2 separate regions of the Aedes albopictus genome follow, and region 2 is linked to region 1. Evidence: chromatin contacts called from public Hi-C data. All regions are on one chromosome and are shown on one strand. The core of a region is the stretch at or near the end of the contact, and the rest is flanking DNA. Distances in the headings are between cores, read along the strand shown. Region 1 holds the start of LOC115262090 (guanine nucleotide-binding protein subunit alpha homolog). Region 2 holds the start of LOC109429573 (probable G-protein coupled receptor Mth-like 1).

The links. Hi-C and Micro-C count contacts between places; a contact is called where the count stands out from the background.
Region 2: a Hi-C map of whole body shows a contact between it and region 1, with 9 times the contacts expected there. The contact joins the promoter of LOC109429573 here to the promoter of LOC115262090 in region 1. A contact is called at or near these places in 2 of 3 Hi-C or Micro-C datasets (embryo and whole body).

The regions. Positions count from the first base shown.
Region 1 is chr2:18,234,180-18,238,628 of AalbF5, reverse strand. It overlaps LOC115262090 (guanine nucleotide-binding protein subunit alpha homolog), which reads left to right and starts at 1,626. Exons shown (of 6, transcript XM_029864064.2): 1 at 1,626-2,144. The coding sequence starts at 1,944.
Region 2 is chr2:19,081,704-19,086,536 of AalbF5, reverse strand. LOC109429573 (probable G-protein coupled receptor Mth-like 1) reads left to right here and starts at 2,392. Exons shown (of 10, transcript XM_062849261.1): 1 at 2,392-2,650; 2 at 2,707-2,786.

The sequences.
Region 1 (4,449 bases), core at 377-2,876:
CCGTTCAGGACGATCTCCTCAGGCCGTTGGCCTTAATAGTTAAGGAGGAGTTCCCCTCTCGGCCGTCCAAGGTGGCCATGCCACGGCCGGCCGATTGTGCCCACGAGGGAAGACGCCTGCCACCCGATCATTTCCCAGCAACGCCTGCTGGTCCCGTCGGCCAAGTACCGGGCCGAAACACCGCCATCATTCGCCACTCCGGCGAGAGTTCCGGCCGCACAGTAGGATCCAAGTCACTGTGTCGGCCATCGCACCCACAATCACCCAAGGCAGCGGTATGTACCGGTACGATCTAGATTAGGCCACACTTAACAAATTAATACACTTTATAACCCAGAACAACACCCACACGACACACTAGGAGTTTTAATAAATTGTGTTAGAAATGTGAATATTCTTGGTTTTCATACGTTGTCGCGAAGCCCCTCCGATTACCGAGTAGCATGCCGGCCCTGAGACCCAGCTCGAGGGGTCTCATGCTACTGAGCTTGAATCCGGGAGCAATTGAGAGTCACTGTGGCTGCGGAGCAGCCCCCTAAGTCTCCGTAGTTACAGAAGTCAATTTGAATTCTGCCAAGGGATGAAAGTATCCACAATAAAGATTAATCAATCAATCGTTTTGATACATATTTTTCCCTGTTGTGTATCATTAAACTAATTAAAAGCTACAGCTGCACTAGTCCAAATCAAGTGACGAAATTTAAAAGTAAGTTAAAACTCAATTTTCGCATCCCTGGTTACTTCAGATTTCGACCTGAAGCATTACATCACAGACAAACAGACGTCTCACTCTACTCATTTCCCATCGTTTCACTTTTTAACGGATTATTTAAATGTTCTGTAGTTCGCAAATCTCTCGCTCATGGTGCTCGCATCGTTTTCGCTCCTGTTTGACGTTTGTACACTGCCGCCATCTACTCAGTGGTTTTGCGAACCACAGTGTTATTAGCATTGGGCGATTATGCTTGCGTGACGATGATTTGTATCGCATTTTATTCAAAGTGATACGTCTGTTTGTCTGTGATTACATTATTAATTAATCACATTGAAAGAATTTTGTTCAAAATATCGAGACTTAGCTGTTCTTTACCCTTGTGTAGAATCCATCTCAGTCGCATTTCTCACAGGTTCATTTTTGCTTATCACCTCGTAGCGAAATATTCACCCACTCACACATCCACCCCCTTTCGCATGCGTTGTGCGATGTGCTCGACTTTCGCACCACGGGCTCGTGCCCTGGCCAGCAGCTCCCGCGAATCGAGCAGTGCTTCGTTTAGTATACGTGAAACAGCTCGGCTCGGTCGGTGTTGATGAAGATTCGCTCGCGATAAATTACGCTGATAATGACGTGTTTTCGATCGAAATCCGCATCGAAAGTGTACGGAAAGTGCGTCTGAATGTGCTTTGTGGCTCGGTGTGGTGAAATTCACCCATTCCCGGTCCGGTTTCGGAGGAAATTTCGCCCGAGAAAAGTGACCACCGTCGAGGTCTTTTTTCTTCGTTCGACGACGACGACGAGTTTCCTTTCGCGAGAGTGACGTTTCGTGGGATCCGTTTCTCCTCTGCTTGTCACGGGCGTGTTTTCTTGGTGGCTGCAAGGGCGTGCATGTGTGTGTCAGATCACACCAATACTACGAGAGGGGTATCGAAACGAGCAGCTCCACTACAGTGTCAGTGATAAAAAGTGTGGAAGAGTAGCAAGTACTCGAATTTCGAGGTGCGGCTGCTCGATATTGTGTTGTTTTGTTTTGATCGGAGGCACAGCTGTGTTGGTGCTTTGATGTGGAAGATCAATCTCGGTAACAGTGCGACGACGTAAATCGAGCAGTTGGGATTGTGCAGTTTGAAGGGGTCAATCAAAAGAAAAGTGTTGATGATGGTGATGCAGATTGGCTGCTATCAATAAAGATGATGATGATGGTGATAAGTGATGCATTTTGAAAATGGCAACAGTGAATAACCGAAGGCGCGGGGGAGCCGGCGAAGGCGCCTTATCGAAGTTGTCCTGCTCCCGGTCCTGCTGTGGCGATTTATTTGGATACTTGTTGCGGCTACGGGTCAGTCCGGAGGAGCTGGAGCAGCGGTATAAATCCCGTGAAATTGATAAGTTTCTAGAAAAGGATAAGCATGCTTTCAGGAGACAGGTATGGTTCCTCATCAATAAAATTGAGATAAAACAATGTGTAAAGCGGTGTTGTGTAGTTTTGGGTAGATTATGGAGTGTTGCCAAAAACTTTATGCTCCATCATTTCTCTCGTAGATTTGCGTCTATGAAAAATGTTTTAAAATTTATATGGAGCGGAGACGGGCCAGATCCCCCCTCCCCCAAAAAGTCCGCATGGTTTATGATCGGTTCTTAATATGTTACAATAATAATAATTACTTATTATTACTTTATAATAGAGATATTAAGCCCTAGGCTGCTTCATCAATAACATGATGTTTTAAACTTTTTTTCCTTGGATTGGATTTTACTGTTACAATCAATGCACCCCCGCGACGTGACCATATATCATATCCGTAGAGAACCGCACTGGTATATTCTGCACGTGGTGCATCTTTCTCGACCGTAGTGTCTTTTAGAGCCAACAGGACGCGATCGGTGAAGTACTAGATATGTACTAATGACCTGGATTGTTGTATGATGAGATGCTACATTTCAGTTCTGTCGCAGCTGTGGTTCGATACAGACGGATTGTGCTCTTTGCTCAGGTTGTCTTTTTGTCTACAGTTGGCGCTGCTAGGCATTGGATATCGTTTATCGCTTTGCTTTGTTCGTCGGTCGATCAAAGTGTTGGTGGTGTGGCTACAAAAAATATTGAAATGAGCGAAATGTTCGTTAATGCGGTTCCGTTCCGTTTCCCGCCGGGTAGCCCACGGCCATCCTGGGTGGAAATTGCGGATTTCCTGAAGAGGCTGGACAAGGATTTGCTGCAGATGGAAACTGCATATAAAACAGCACATAATCGTTCATTATTCGTGAAGTTTGTGTCGCGGGATACCATTGAGAAGTCGTTGCGGAAGAACGCAGAGCCAAGAAGATTTGCCTGTTCAAATGGGCATTCAATAGAAGTGCGGATGTCTATTGCAGGCGTCAATATCCGATACATTCGATGATAATTTGTCTTTGGAACTGGAAAAGTTTGGGAAAGTGCAACGCATGATCCGAGAAACGTTCCCTGCGGAGCTTGGCCTCGATCAAATGCACACTGGAGTCCGAGAATCCCATCATAGATCGACGTTTCCAACCGGAAAGGAAGAATATATTATGAAGGATTGAAGAGACGTGTTTCTCATGTTTTCATTTGTAATCAGAGGAACTGTTGCCCTCAACGAAACCCGGTAAGAAGAAGAAGAAGAAGCTTTCGTATGCTGGGATTGTGTCTGGAGAGGTAATAGTGGAGCTTAATTCGCAAGAAACGGTAAACCAGGATGAAGTTCTTCTGAGAGTTCTTCCAGAATTTCCTCTGGGAATTCCTCCAGAAATTCTTCGGAAATTCCTCAGTGCATTCCTTCTAAAATTCCTTAGGGAATTCTTTTAGGAATGTCTTCGGTAATCCCTCCACAAATTCTATCGGCCTAGCTATCGGCAAACCTTCAAAAAATTTCTCCAGGATTTTTTCCAGTAGTTGCTCTGAGAATTCCTCGAGAAATTCCACTGCAAATTCATCCAGAAATTGCGTGATGAATTCTTAAATAAATTCCTCTGGAAATTACTCCATAAATTACTCCGAAAAATCTAAAAAATAACTTAGGAAAACTCTCCAGAAAACTCCGCTAGGAGTACATCCAGAAAAAAACATCAGTGAATTCCTCCCGAAATTCCTTCAGAAATTCCACCGGGAATCAGTGGCGTCGCGTAACCTCACTTTTTACCTGTGCACCAAGTATAAATTCTTGAATTTTTTTAACAAATTTGCTTGTAATAATTAGAAAATGACGAGAATAGCTGCTTTCACTCATTTCTATTTCGATTTTGATAATAAATCCCCTGCAATTGCAAGTTTTATGGTCGGTGCACAGGTAAAAAGTGAGGTTACGCGACGCCACTGCCGGGAATACATCCAGAAATTCCTCTTAGCATTTCTTCAGAAATTCCTTCGGGAATAGGACAGATCGGTGAAGTACTAGATTTGTAGTAATGAGCTGAATTTTAGTATGGTGAGAAGGTCAATTCTCTTTTTCTGCAATTAAATGGTGCGAAAAGCGTGGGTATTATGATTCCTTGCCTAATTTGATGCTGTTTCAGCAAAACTTTGGGCCACAGTGTTGTTGTTTTCTCCATTTCTTGCGATACAATCAACATAGTTATCCAAAGTTTTGCTCAAACAGCATCAAATTAGGCAAGGAATCATAATACCCACGCTTTTTGCACCATTTCATATCAGAAACGGAGAATTGACCTTCTCACCATACTAAAATTCAGCTCATTACTACAAACCTAGTACT
Region 2 (4,833 bases), core at 1,143-3,642, 850 kb before region 1:
AGGAATATCTGGAAGAAACTCTGTAGAAATCCAAGCACGAGTTTCTGCAGAAATTCAAGGAAAATGAGCTCCTGGAATAATCCTTGGGGAAATTCCTGCAGTACTTTTGGGACTTCCTCCCTAAAGGACTTCTTATGCTCCACTAACAGCACATTCTGGAGGAAACTTTAGAAAATCCTGCGATCTTTCCAAGAAACGCAAGAATAATTCTTAGGAAATTTATAGAGGAAACCCTGGTGGTATTCTAAGTAAAGGACGGTGAGGAAAAATCTGCAGCAGTAATTCCTGAAGAGATCCCAGGCAGGCTGACTGAAGGATTCCATTCGGAATTCTTGAAGGAATACCAAGAGCAATTCATCTTATTTGGATGCTTCAAACCGCTGGAAGTCTGTACCGTTAATTCATCATTAAAAAATCTCTGGAAAATTCTAGAGGAATCCCAGCAGTAATAACTGAAGGAATCTCTGCAGACATTGTTTTGGAAATTCCTGGATTGGCGTCTGTTAGGGAACGTTCAAAAATTACGTCCTACATTTTGGGAGGGGGGGGGGAGGGGGGGGGGGTTCTAAGAAAGTGTGACAGTACGTGTATTAGGTATAGGAAAATAGCGAGACAGAGGGGGGAGGGGGGTCTAGAAATCCCGACAAACGATGGACGTAATAAATTAATCTTCCCTTATCAAAGGATACCGTAAATTATATTTTGAAAACAATCGCAAATTTAGCATTTTTTTCGCTCAAAAGAATTCCGTAATAATTAGCGAAAAAGCCGTAACCAACAAAATGTACACACTTTGAGTAATTGCTGGAGTGAAAAGAAGCTAGATTTGTCTTCTAAATGCTCACAAAATTTCCTTGATATCACTTTTCTAACTATTGAAAATCACTGATTGAGTGAAAGGCGTAATTTCATTCTATTCCAAACGAACAAAAACAAGAATTACGCCTTCTACTCCTTTGTTTTGCTTGGTGTTTTGTTTACGAAAGTGAAAGGCGAAACTGAAATCAACACGTAAACACGGCGAAAGCAAATGGCGAAATTCTGTCAAAATCATAAACAAGGCGAATAGTAAAAGGCGATTCTGAAAATTATATCGATTCGAGGCGCATAGTATTGGGCGAAATTAACATTCTCAGGTATCAATTCAGGCGTAATTAAATAAATGCAATTTTTAGTGCAAAAAATATCAAATGCGTGCAGTGTTCTTAGAAAAACAAAAAACTATGTCAGAACTGTATCAATTAACCTTATTTAAGTTGAATTATTCTGTATTACTTCTAAATAGGAATTGAAATTTGATCAGCAAAATTCGGTTGTTGTTTTCGCATTGTTATTGTTTTGTTAGTTAAGCCCTATTCGCGAATTACTCCCGAATTTTTAAATTGTTTGGCTCTTTTCGAAAGAAATGGGAGATTTGTTTGTTACGTAATTTGTATATGATTCCAAAATATATCAACCTATGTTAACATTGATTGTAAAATGGTATGCTGAATGTAAAACATTTTTCTTGTAAAAAAAACTAACACAATCGGATCAGAAAACCGACAATATCTGGAGAAATCGCAATCGAGGCCTCCCAAAATCGGGTCAGCACAGTATTATAATATTAAACGATTTTGAATTTCTGCATTAATATTTAATATTTAAAAATTCTCAATAAAAATACTCCGGATAATCGAGTCTAAAATTCCCGATAATCGAATCCCGGATAATCGAGTCCGACCTGTATTATTAAATCGAATCAAGGAAGGAAATCGGTATATTTTCTGGTTCTCATCCTGTCCAGAATCCCTGCTGGATGGATGCTCTCAAAAATTTAATCCTTTCATTTGTACGCCAACATTAGAACTGATACCTGCAGCAACAAAAGAAACATTACCATCATTCTCGCGTTCTCAGTCGCTACTTCCGGTTTGGCCCGCATAATAACAAACCATCCCAAAAACACGCACCCAACTTTCATTCCATTGTTTGTGTGTGGGTGCGATGCATTTGCATTGACCGAGACACAGTCAGTAGTAGGTACGCGGCGAAGAGGAAGCAAAAGCAGCTGCAACTGAACCCAAAGCACATGATTTTCGCAACATAAAAATAGCAAAACATAAAAACGAAACGCGAAGACCGGTTTACCACCGCCCGGCAAAGCGTCGTCGTCGTCGTGTGTCTAACTAGCCGCCCGTCCCGAGCACGAGTTCGTGTGTGTGCCGGCGCGCTCCGAAGCGAGCCGCCGGCGCCCATCCGTACACGTTTGTTTACGTTTGGTTCGGGCCGGCATAGGTGGTGGTGTGCGTGACAGGTGTTGGATTCGGCATGGGTTCGGGTTTTTGCAGCCGCCGCCGGTTCGCCCACCCGCCCGCGCGCGGTGATGATGTTGGCGCGTCCGTCGCTGCTTCCGTGCTTTTGCCAGATCAGTTGCGCTCGCTTGTTTCGTCGTCGCGGATGTGCGTGTTGAATGTTTTGCCGAGGGGAGTAGAGTGCGCTTTGTTTTCACGCGTCGTGGTTTTAATCGCGACCGGGTCGGACGCCTGTGGACAACGGTAAAAGTGACGGAATTTTGTTTGTTGACAGTTTTTTGGGTGCCGGTGATTTTGTTTGCAACAGTGACTGAAGTGAAACAATAAAAAGTGCAGTGTTTCGGAAATAATTGAAGGTGAGATTCTTGGCTCTGATGTAACCGAATGTGTATTAAAAAGTGAACCGTTTTAGAAATCAGTTAAAAGATCGTTCGACGAATGGATGTAGCAATAAAATTCTGATCGATAACGATTGTTGGTCATCTAGCGAGAGTGAGTAAATAAAGAAGACTAAAGAATTCGATACAGAAAAAAAATAACGATCAAAAGGTACACAAAACAGATCAAAATCATTAGCCTTCGGGTAGAAAAAAAAAACATGAAGAAGCAGTGTTGTGTGTGATTCTCTGTCTACTGGTGATGCCGCTTGATCGTGGGTCTTTTTCCTTGTGACGATGCGTTGCTGCCGGTTTTTGCCTGGGCACCACAATCTGCTGTGATCCGTTTTTTTCCTCTTCCTCCTTCTGTCATCGTCCGTGTCGTGATGCAACAACGCGTCATCGGTGTCGTCGCCGTCTCGATTCTCCTCAGCTGCCTGCCTGGCCGCCATTCGAAGACGCTCAGAGACACATACCACTGACGAACCGGACCGGGACCGGACACCGGTATGTCCGAGGACAGGAGGCTGTCTGCTGCTTTTGCTGATCTCCTCTGTCTGAGGGGTGATCGTGGTGGTATCATTTCAAAGAAAAAATCAACCCATGATGGTGGCGACAGTCAGCGATCAGGTCAGAGATGCAATTTAGAAGTGGGTGGGTGAATGGAAACGATGAAGGGTGTATTTAATTGATCAACATTCATCATTACGAAAAAAAAAAATGCAGTTCATGAACAAAGCGCGCGCTTTCGGTGGATGAAGTATTTAATGTGGTGTTGGGGATCAAGTGAGCCATGCAAAATGCATCTCATTGAGATTTCGTAAACTTGTGAAACTCTGTTCAGGTAACGAGATGCATTGCAAGCATTATTGGATAACAGCATCAGTTGCTTCAACTGTTTATGTCGTTGGAAAACTATCTTAACCCCCTATCCGTCTGAAATGCGTTCAGCAAATGCAAAGGTGTTGAAAGAGTAACACTTCTACAGTTTAGGGAATCGCGCCACTTGGGCGGTGGCTTCTATTTTCGTCTGTTTTCCGCTATAACTCAGTCAAATTTGAACCAATTGACACCATTTTTGGAATGCAGTGAGATAGGTATAGTATCTACCCGTGTACAACATTTCAAGTCAATTGGTTCAAAATTGACTGAGTTATAGTGGAAAACAGACGAATATAGAAGCCACCGCCCAAGTAGCGCGATACCCTATTTCTTATGTTCAATGCCCTCGGTCGGGTTAAGGCTCTAAACGAAAGCTTTCAATTTGGCACTGAATGACAACAGCATTTACTAGCTGTTTACGACAGTGTTCAAGAAGGGTTCAACTTTTGACAGGTAAAACTAGTCGAATGGTCCCATCGCTTTCCATGGGAATTGTGTTGATCCGTTTAGCATAAATGGGCATTTTCTTGCTTTTCTCACTCGTTCGTCGGTCGCTTTTCACGATTGGTGCAAAAAGTTGCACCAATTTGTTCGCAATGCTTTGTCATTTTGTGTGAGCCGGGGCCCGAATGATAATTTTACGACCCGAGCGCAATTAATGTTTTACTACGATTGTGCCCCGGCATCGGTGCAATTCTCTATTCTTCAAACGGTCACATGGCCTTGCTGCAACTTACAACTTTTATAATGCACTTGGGCTGACTCGGATGACTTTGCAAATTATTATGTGTACCTCTTACAACACATTTAGAATAGAAGCAAATATTTCGGACGGTAATAATTTCATTCAATTCAGTTCACTGGTTTCCAAGATATGACAGTTTAAACATTAGTTGTTCAAAAAACAGTGTTTTACGAGAACGGTTATAGCTTTGCGAAAGATTACTCAATCGAGCTCCAATTTGTACACATGAAATAGGTTGACAAACAGTCAAAATTTGAGAATTTTTTATGCATTCAATCAGTCTTGTAAACATTCGACACTTTCCACTACCTTCATTTCGGTGCCGCAGTCGGGTGTCAGCTTGCTTCGTTACATTCATTGGCTACCGTTACCTCTTACACACAACACGAGCGGTAGGACGAAGATCAATAAACATAAAAAAGGGTCAAATCAATGTCGTCTGACACGATGACATTTGTCTAATTCTAGCTTTTCGCATGGATTTCAGTGAATTCCGATTATGAATGTTAATATTAGTTTATCATTGCTTGTTGAA